2 separate regions of the Mus musculus genome follow, and region 1 is linked to region 2. A link is a contact called in public Hi-C data. All regions are on one chromosome and are shown on one strand. Each heading gives the region's core, a stretch centred on a gene start, on an enhancer-like site or on the middle of the called end of the contact. The rest is flanking DNA. Distances are from core to core; before and after follow the strand shown.

What was found. Hi-C and Micro-C count contacts between places; a contact is called where the count stands out from the background.
Region 1: a contact with region 2 is called in a Hi-C map of bone marrow-derived macrophages, with 12 read pairs. The contact joins two enhancer-like sites. A contact is called at or near these places in 1 of 15 datasets of contacts at CTCF or cohesin (large pre-B cells), 3 of 484 Hi-C or Micro-C datasets (LSK cells, bone marrow-derived macrophages and muscle stem cells), 2 of 115 datasets of contacts at active chromatin or transcription factors (embryonic stem cells and pancreatic cancer cells) and 1 of 9 other capture datasets (bone marrow-derived macrophages).

What each region holds. Positions count from the first base shown.
Region 1 is chr12:80,045,325-80,049,883 of GRCm38.p6, reverse strand. All of the region lies in intron 3 of Gm36660 (a long non-coding RNA gene), which reads left to right. Among named protein-coding and RNA genes, the nearest start is that of Gm36834, 28 kb to the right of the region's middle. Within about 2 kb of position 3,118, at least 54 of the 459 cell types and tissues checked have an H3K27ac peak or open chromatin away from gene starts, as enhancers often do. A contact at or near this core is called in bone marrow-derived macrophages, where this site is marked.
Region 2 is chr12:79,354,881-79,359,300 of GRCm38.p6, reverse strand. The region is part of intron 7 of Rad51b (RAD51 paralog B); the gene reads right to left. Among named protein-coding and RNA genes, the nearest start is that of Rad51b, 60 kb to the right of the region's middle. Within about 2 kb of position 2,995, at least 34 of the 459 cell types and tissues checked have an H3K27ac peak or open chromatin away from gene starts, as enhancers often do. A contact at or near this core is called in bone marrow-derived macrophages, where this site is marked.

The DNA.
Region 1 (4,559 bases), core at 1,869-4,368, 690 kb before region 2:
ATATAATCTGCTCTGATCATAGTTTCCCCTTCCTTATCTCTTCCCAGATCCTCTCCACCCATCCAACTTTATACCTCCTCTCTCTCTCTCTCTCTCTTTAGAAAACAACAGGCAAACAAAAAATTAAATCAGAATAAAACAAAACAAAACTAAACTAAACATAGAAAAATCAGGAGGAACACACACACACCACATACACAAATACACCCATAAAACACAAAATGGGAAATTATAGTATATAAGCAAAAGACCAGGAAGGCAAAAAATAGCCAAACAAAGCATTATGAGCAAAAACAAAAAAACTTCAAAAATACCATGGAGTTCATTTACACAGTCTTTTTTTAAAAAGCCACGTGACATGTTTTCCTCAGAAAGTAGACTCCAGTAAAGGCAGGGAATGGGAAATGATTTAGCCAAGGCAAGGGGTTATGAAATACACTGTGTCAACCCCAGATTAATTTGTTGAATTGCAGTGCCCCTCCCCTGCCATGACTGTATTTGGAGACAGGACCTTTAAGGAGCTGATTACTTAAAAATGAGCCCCTTACCCTGCTGACTAGTGTGTCCTCTCACACTAGTGTATGTACATCAAGTCAAGATCAGGTGAGGGCACAAGCCAAGCCAAGAGTCCTCAGATCAAACCAGCACTGCAAATAGCTTGCTCCTGGGCCTCCAGGACGGTGAGGCAGATGAGTCTGCTGTTTAAGCCACCTGGTCTTTGCGTCTTGGTTACCAAAGCCCTAAAAAGTAAGATGGCACGTATCGGCAGAGAAGTGATGAGGCTCCCAAGGGTAAGAACAAGTCTTTGGTCCGGGGTTCCTTCAGTGCAGTCTCCTCGTAGGTCTTATGTGAATGAAGTGTGAGTATTTTTTTCCCACAGACCTCCATCTCCTGGGGACTGTGCGGCGGGTTGACAGTAAGGACAAATGGTACTCATAAACTCAATCCCACCACTCTCCTCCAGGAGTCAGGTAGGGAAGCCAGGAGTAGTTAGCCTGCAAACAGGTTGCCCTGTGGTTATCAGGGCCCAGTTGAAGGGAGTCACCAAACCCTGGAGTTTACATTCACCTGGAAGTGCCTCTCAACTGTCAAAAATTCCTTTGCCTGTGCCAAGGGCCTGAGTCAATATGCACTTCCCCCATGGGCCCTTCTTAAGGATTGCTACTCAAACAAGGCCTATTGTAGGTCTCTGAAAGCCCAAGTTCCTTCAGATATCAGACCAGAGATTATTGTCCCTATATCAAAGGACTAATAAAGGTCAACAGAGCTCAGAAAATGAATGCAGGGGTTGAATGTGGGTCAATCCTTTGGACCAGGGGGAACATGTCATCGATAAGGCTCACAGGAGGAAAATGTCCCTAATAGGGAATGTAGAACAAAATCCAAAAATCTATTTCATATACTGTTGAGTTTCAGCAGTGCTGAAGCAAAGAGCACTCCATGCTCTCGGCATAATTTGCATCATCCGGGGTCTTGCTTGTCTGCACTCCTCACTGCCCAAGAATCTGAGCTTTACTAGTGAAGAATGGCCCTTGTGTGACTGTATGTTTATGTATATTTGTGGGAAGAGCTTGTGGCAGAGACTTTGTGTGTATGTATGTGATGCAGGGTGGATGCTGGAGGAGGAAAAGGTGGGCTAGAAGAGCCAGGGCTGGAGGAGGTACAGGAGGGGGCATCGCAGCTCCAAGGACTCTCTTTGGAAAGTTGTAAGAACCTACTGCAACCTGTGTTCTTTCTCATCCAGCAGTTGCCACCCAGGGCCTCCCACTTCTTTTCTTTCCCTCCTTCTCCTCCTCCTTCTTTTGTTTGTTTTGTTTTTTGTTTTTCCAGACAGGGTTTCTCTGTAGTCTTGGCTGTCTTGGAGCTTGCTCTATAGCCTAGGCTGACCTTGAACTCAAAAAGATTTGCTTGTCTCTGCCTCTCAAGTGCTGGGATTGGAGGTGTGTGCTACCACTACCTAACCCCATTTCTTCCTCTCCAGCTGTCTCTTTTTCCCTTTTTCCCCCTCCTTTCCTTTTTCTCCCACTCCTCCTTTCCTCTCCTTAACACCCCCTCCCGTGATATGTGTCCCAGTGCTGTGTACATGGAAGTCAGAGATTGGTACTGGGTGTCTTCTGTCTCTCTCCACCTTACTTTTTTTTTTTTTTTTGACACAGGCTCTCTCATCGAAACTGTAGCTAACAGTTTTAGCTAGAGTGGCTCACCAGCAAGTTCTGGGGATCATCTCTTCCCCTGACCCAGTGCTGGGGCTGCGGGTGTGTGCTACAGTTCCTTTTTACATGAGTGTGGGGATCTGAACTCAGGTCCCCATGTTTATACAATGAACGTTATTCCCAGTGAGTTATTTCCCCAGCCAGCCCATAAGAGTTTGGTTTAATGTATTGTTCCAGAAGTTTTTTTTCTGGTGCTATCTTCCTGTTAGTTTGGCTAAGACATCTACAGGAGATGGCCAGCTTATCCATGGCCTTGGTGATCGTTTATAGGGGTTAACTTCAGTTTGCTCATTCACACAATATGAGTTTGATTTCATAGGGCTGTTGAGTTGAATAAATAAAATAAAGAGTATGTGGTACCCTTTTTACATGGTGAGAATTCAAAAATGTTAGTTTTTACTTAAATCTCAGCTAGGCAGTGTTTCACTCAGGAAGTCATTCAACAAATTTGTTGCCAATTAAGTGGTGGTAAAAGGTGCCCCCCCCTTTAGTTGAGCAACATTGTGGCCTAGATGTTCCCACCCTTATGAAATTACAGTCCAGTAGATAAGAAGCAAAGTGGAGTCAGGTGCTAGGGAAGGTTGTGACAGCATATTTTCTTAGCCTTGTTTTCTGATGTCGCCTCAATTGGCTGTGTAGCCAGATAGGAATATACGCTCAAGGGGAATTCTTTTAGCAAAACCTTGGGAACAGGACCATAGTGACTCACAGCAGGCTAAGCTCTAACAGCAGCAAATAAAGGGCTGGGAAATGGCTAAGAGACTCAAGCAGCTGTCACAACAGCCACCGTCATCTTCTGCTTATGTAGGACTCTTCTCTTGCAAGCTAAGTGCTTTGTAGATAGACATTACTCAGTGAATTCTCACAGCTTCCTTCTGGGGCAGGGAGGAGGCAGAGATTATTAGAAATGAGGAAACAGGCTTGGCAGGAGTATAACCGCCGTGTCTGAAGTCATACAGCTAGCACATGCTCTGGTCCCTGGATTGGCTTGCCCAACTTGTAGCGCATTGGCTTACTTGGTGTCCATAGGACAGTGAGGTTGGGGAGTTGTGTAACTGGGAAGCACATGTATAGGTGATGGATAGGAAAACCTCACAACTATGCTTCCCAAACACTATTTCTGGTTCTTCACTCTGTTTTGCATGGGTAGCCTTAAACATCATGTGTAGAGACACTACTGCTTGGTCCCTTCCTTATTCGTCCTTGGGATGTTCCAGTGATGGGAACTTGGAGGGAAAGTGGTGTTACGGTTTTTGTTTTTTTTTCTGTGACTTTGGTTATCTGGACTAGCCAATTGTGACCCACATACATTACATAGAAAAATTCCTGAAAGAGCAAGTTTAAGATTGTAGGCTGTAAGGAGTGGCATGGTGAAGAAATCTTGCTCCAAATGAAGCACACGATCCTCCCTCTGATATGTCTTCAGAGGGTCAGTTGTAGCCTAATGCTACGTCACCACGTGGACATCAACTCAGTCCATTATCTCCCATCATTACCAGAAGCACTAGAACACTGTAGCAAGACAGTTGAGGGAAAAAAAAGATCATCTCCACATATCTTTTATTATAGCATCTTGTTATAATGGCTCTGTTTTATTATTTGTTATTGCTGTCAATCTCTTGCTACATCTAAGTCACGCATTAAACCCTATCATAGGTATGTATGTAAGAGGAGCCTAGGTAGAATTCAGTGCTACCTATGATGTCAGGAGTTCACCGAGGGCCTTGAAAAGTCCCTCCTGCACAACTGGCGGTTATCATGTAGAAGAATGCGAATTGATCCATTCCTATCTCCTTGTACTAAGGTCAAATCTAAGTGGATTAAGGAACTCCACATAAAACTAAGACACTGAAACTTATAGAGGAGAAAGTAGGGAAAAACCTAGAAGATATGGGTACAGGAGAAAAATTCCTGAATAGAACAGCAATGGCTTGTGCTGTAAGATCGAGAATCGACAAATGGGACCTCATAAAATTGCAAAGCTTCTGCAAGGCAAAAGACACTGTCAATAAGACAAAAAGGCCACCAACAGATTGGGAAAGGATCTTTACCTATCCTAAATCAGATAGGGGACTAATATCCAATATATATAAAGAACTCAAGAAGGTGGACTCCAGAAAATCAAATAACCCCATTAAAAATGGGGCTCAGAGCTAAACAAAGAATTCTCACCTGAGGAATACCGAATGGCTGAGAAGCACCTGAAAAAATGTTCAACATCCTTAATCATTGGGGATCAAAACAACCCTGAGATTCCACCTCACTCCAGTCAGAATGGCTAAGATCAAAAATTCAGGTGACAGCAGTTGCTGGCGAGGATGTGGAGAAAGAGGAACACTCCTCCAT
Region 2 (4,420 bases), core at 1,746-4,245:
ACAATTAGGGGGGAACCCTCATACATAAGAAAATGTCTTAAAAGAAAATAACTCCTTTACATTTTATAGCTTGAAGCACAAGTAATAATTTCCAAGTGACAAAACTCACACAAATAGAGCAGCTAAGACATTGATTTTTACTGAAGTTATACTCTAGCTCTACCCCCCAAAATTTACTTCTTAAAGGCACTTACATGGATACAAAGTCCTAGGGGCGGGGCTTATCACAATGCACGTTAATCTCTCCTTCCACCCCTACCCCTACACTAGCTTCTTTTAAAAATAAGCCTACAGCGCCATCTACTGTGTCTGCTCTATCACAGCTCTTTTGACCAGCGAGCACTGCAGAAATGAAAACTGAGACTGTCACTTGAAAATCTTCTTCCAGAACAACAATATCAACCAACCAGTTTCCCCAGAGCTCCCAGGGACTAAGCCATCAACCAAGGAGTACACATGGCTCCAGCTGCACACGTTGCAGAGGATGGCCTTGTCATGCATCAATAGGAGGAGAGGTCCTTGGTCCTATGAAGGCTCGATAGATGCCCCAGTGTAGAGAAACTGAAGGTGGGGAGGTGGGAGTGGGTGGGTGGGCGGGTGGAGGAACACCCTCATAGAAGTGGGGTGGGGGGTGGGGTAGGATGGGATAAGGGGTTTCCGGGGGCGGGGGAGGGGAGGGGAACCGGGAAAGGGGATAACATTTGAAATGTAAGTAAAGAAAATATCCAAGAAAGAAAAGAAAATCTCCTTCCAAAGAAATGAAAGAAGCCCTTCTTCCCCCAGCATATACATTTATATAATATTCTTAGGCTTTTCTTTCCCCCTCCTTACTAAATAGAACTGACCATTAAAAAAAAAAATTCACAGTAGAGACCAGATAGCTCCTTTGTATGCTAAAGGAACAGCAATAATGATCTTTGTTGTTGCTGCTGCTGCTGCTGCTATTGTTATTGATTTGCCTTTGCAGTGCTGAGGAATCAAATCCAAAAAATCTCTATATTAGAGAAAAAGAAAATAAGCTACTGAGGAATTATTAAATATTTTGTTCAAGTCACAGAGCTAGTGAATGACCAGACACTCAGAGTAAATTTTTACACACAATATTTGTGTTACTGTCAGTGGATTCCCACTAATCACACTCTGGTCTCCAGAACTTCAGAGAACAAGCTCTACACGATGCTATTTATTCATTTCCCACATTCTAGCACCATTCCACCTTTCCAGTGTCCTTGTCAGGAGTCGGAGTATAGTCTACATCTACTTTTAGAAACTATTCTCTTGTGCTGAGAATGTACTAAAATACCTAGGCCCTACCCTGAAGGTTCTAATTCAGTGTGTCAGAATCAAGAAGTCGTTTTGTCTCTTTGTTTCTTTCGGGTTTTGCAATACTGAGATCAAACATTGACCTAGTGCACGCTAGGCAAGAGCTCTATCACTGAGCTACATCACCAGCCCTACAATATGAAATCTTTGTTTTTAACAAGTGGCCTCCAATGAACCTGGCGGAACCAGTCTGAGGCCTTGCATTTAGATCCATGGAGATTGGGGTGTGTGGGGTGGGCGGTGGCTTGGGCTATTCAGTCAGAATATTACTCACAAAAGAATTCCTCTACTTTTGGGTAAAGCTTCTCCTGATTTTTCAATTTGAAGTGTTTAAACTTAGAGAACTGTGAAAATACAAAGGTGTCACAAAATTAAAACATTTGAAGGACTCTTATTATGACTTTTGAAAGAAAGTATACAATTGGTAAATGCAAAACTTTAAATTGTTTTGTAATAATCTCAGAAGAGTACGGAAGGAATGAAGTCTTCCTGTTCTGTATACAAGTCCTTTTCTGGCCCTCTAAACACCTGACTCTCTACAGTGGTTTTCCAAAATCACTCCAGGGATTCCAACTCTCGGAGGTGAGGGAGCCCAAGAAGCCAGCCCCATCTTCTCCTTGCTTAGTTAAAACAAAGGTTCCATGACTCTCCTCCCCTCTCCAGCCCCCTTGACTCCTGTTTGTGTGTTTCGTGTGAGTTGTTTACGACCACACAAATCCTTTCCTAATGCAAGGATACCTACAGCCTGCCAGCCCTCAGTGCCTGTGACAGTGTCTCTCTTACGTTTTCAACTCCCAGAATCTTTGTAGTTTCTAGGCACCAGTGTACTAAGGGACTCTCTAAGTAGTGTACAACATCCGGCTTTTTCTAATAATGCTTGAAGATGGAAAAGGAGATTGTGGAAGAGGTGTGGTGTGTGGACCTGGGGCTGGGGCTCATTGGTAATGTGCTCTTGACATGTATAATGCAATGGTTTCAATCCCATGAATAAGTAGCCTATAACGGGATGGATATGTTAACATGCCTCTGTAATGTACATAGATAGATGAGTCACATTTGTGAGCTGTATCAGTGAAGAACTTATTCTACTACTATTACACAAACATCCTTTCGATATCTCATGGTAGTTTCCTTGAGAATCAGCCCTGGAGGCAAACGATTCCCTGTACTACTTCACATCTCATTTACATTTTAAGTCTATTACTCAGATTCTAAATGACAGACTATTCGAAAATCAAAAATAATCCACAAACCACAGAAAATACTTAAAAGGCTATATGAAGGGCTAGACCTGCCCATCAAAAAAAAGCAAACATACATAAAGTGAGTATATAATATCCCATGGTTGTTTTGAAGGGAAATAACACCCACTCATATATATTACGGCTGACCTTCAAAAGGATACTCAGGTGCCATATTTTTGCATCACTGTTGCTTCTAAACAGAATGTTCTTTGTCCCAGTCTTCACATTCTGGAGAGAGCAGTTTCCTCAAGAGGACAAGGCTCTGTAACTTTACTGGTGTACTCTGACTACTTCACATAAACCGTCACTTCAAGTTCAGCATGTCTGCCCCAAATTGCCCAATCCTTCCACTATTTCTAATACTACAAAGCAGCTTCCCAGAAACCCCATGTTAAGATCAAGCAAAACAATTTGGTGTCATCAGCAGATTTCACCATTTCCTCTTGGACTCATTAACACGCCAAACAAGCATGATCCTGGTGTCACCTCTCGGAGTTACTACCATGAACTTTTCTCTTCAAACTAAGCCAGCCACTACTTAGTGATTCCCATCATAGAACCAGAATGTGTTTATTTACTAACGGTTCATTTTTGATGGCTATTTTCTCACTGAAAGTTGCAAAATACATTATAAGAGTAAAGGAGGGCTGTCCCCAAGGAGAGGCACAAAAGGCAGCCAAAAGAAACAGCTCCCAGATGAGCAGTTCACCCAATCACTCAAACCTCCTCGGACTCTGCTGGGTCCCAAACTACAACACAACTGTGACCCTTCCTCTCCAATTATTCATTTCTTTAAAGTTGTATGAGAGACCACTATTAAACACACTTGAAAATTCTGTATGAATTATAACCAGTAGGTCCAATTACTTTATTAGATTTTTCTTCTCTTTAATACATTGAAAGAAGGGAAAAGCAAACAGCCCTTATATAGAAAGTAAAGATCCAAACAGCTTTCCACCCAAATGATGGACAACACATTGCCCTCTTTCATTCAAGGGCCAGTCCATTTGAAGCTTTACTCTGCCTTCCCAGCTTGCATCTGCATTACAGAATTCATGCAGATACTAAAGGAAACCAGGCTGAGGGACAAAGAAGCAACCCTATCCACTGTCCGTATGCAATCTCACTCAGAGCAGCAACATTCTATACGCTCTTCTCACCTGCCCTATTCTAGCAGACCCCTACCCAAAACCTGGCACTGGAGCAACCACATCACATTTACCCTGTTTTAAATGACAACCTCCTGTGTGAGATCATAAAAAGGATAAAGTCAGCAGACACGACGGACACCACCATCACCTCCATCGCCCTCAACCCTCACACACAGCCTGAGATGGTCTCGGGGTCACTGTAGTTCTGGATGCATGAACTGAGGGAGGAGCAGAAGATCAATGAGAGACCCTAAAAAGTCTCATAAGGTGCAGTGGATTAGCAGGCAGGGCAGCCGTGAGCAGAACTCAGTTTGCCTATCTTGCCCCATACAAAATCAAGTCAAAACACTCCCCTTAAAGAACCAAATTTGCCAAAGACGTTTAGACTTCATGTCTAGCAGCACACGGACTGCATGGGAGGGTGTCGGGTAATTTATAGTCCACCAATCTACTCAGGCCACCAGTGAACCACACAGCTGAAAAAGTTCACCACGTCCAAAGTCAAACTCTGCGGGGATCAGAAGGGTACTCCTGAGGGGCTGCACTCGGACCTCATTATAACTCCGTGTTATTTTAATACTATTCCTTGGATTTTGCCCCACACACAATTCCCAAGTCACAGAAAGACCATGAACAGTGTCCAGATGTATAAAATGCAAAAATACTTTCCTCCTACATGTGGACTCCAAGATAAACACCACA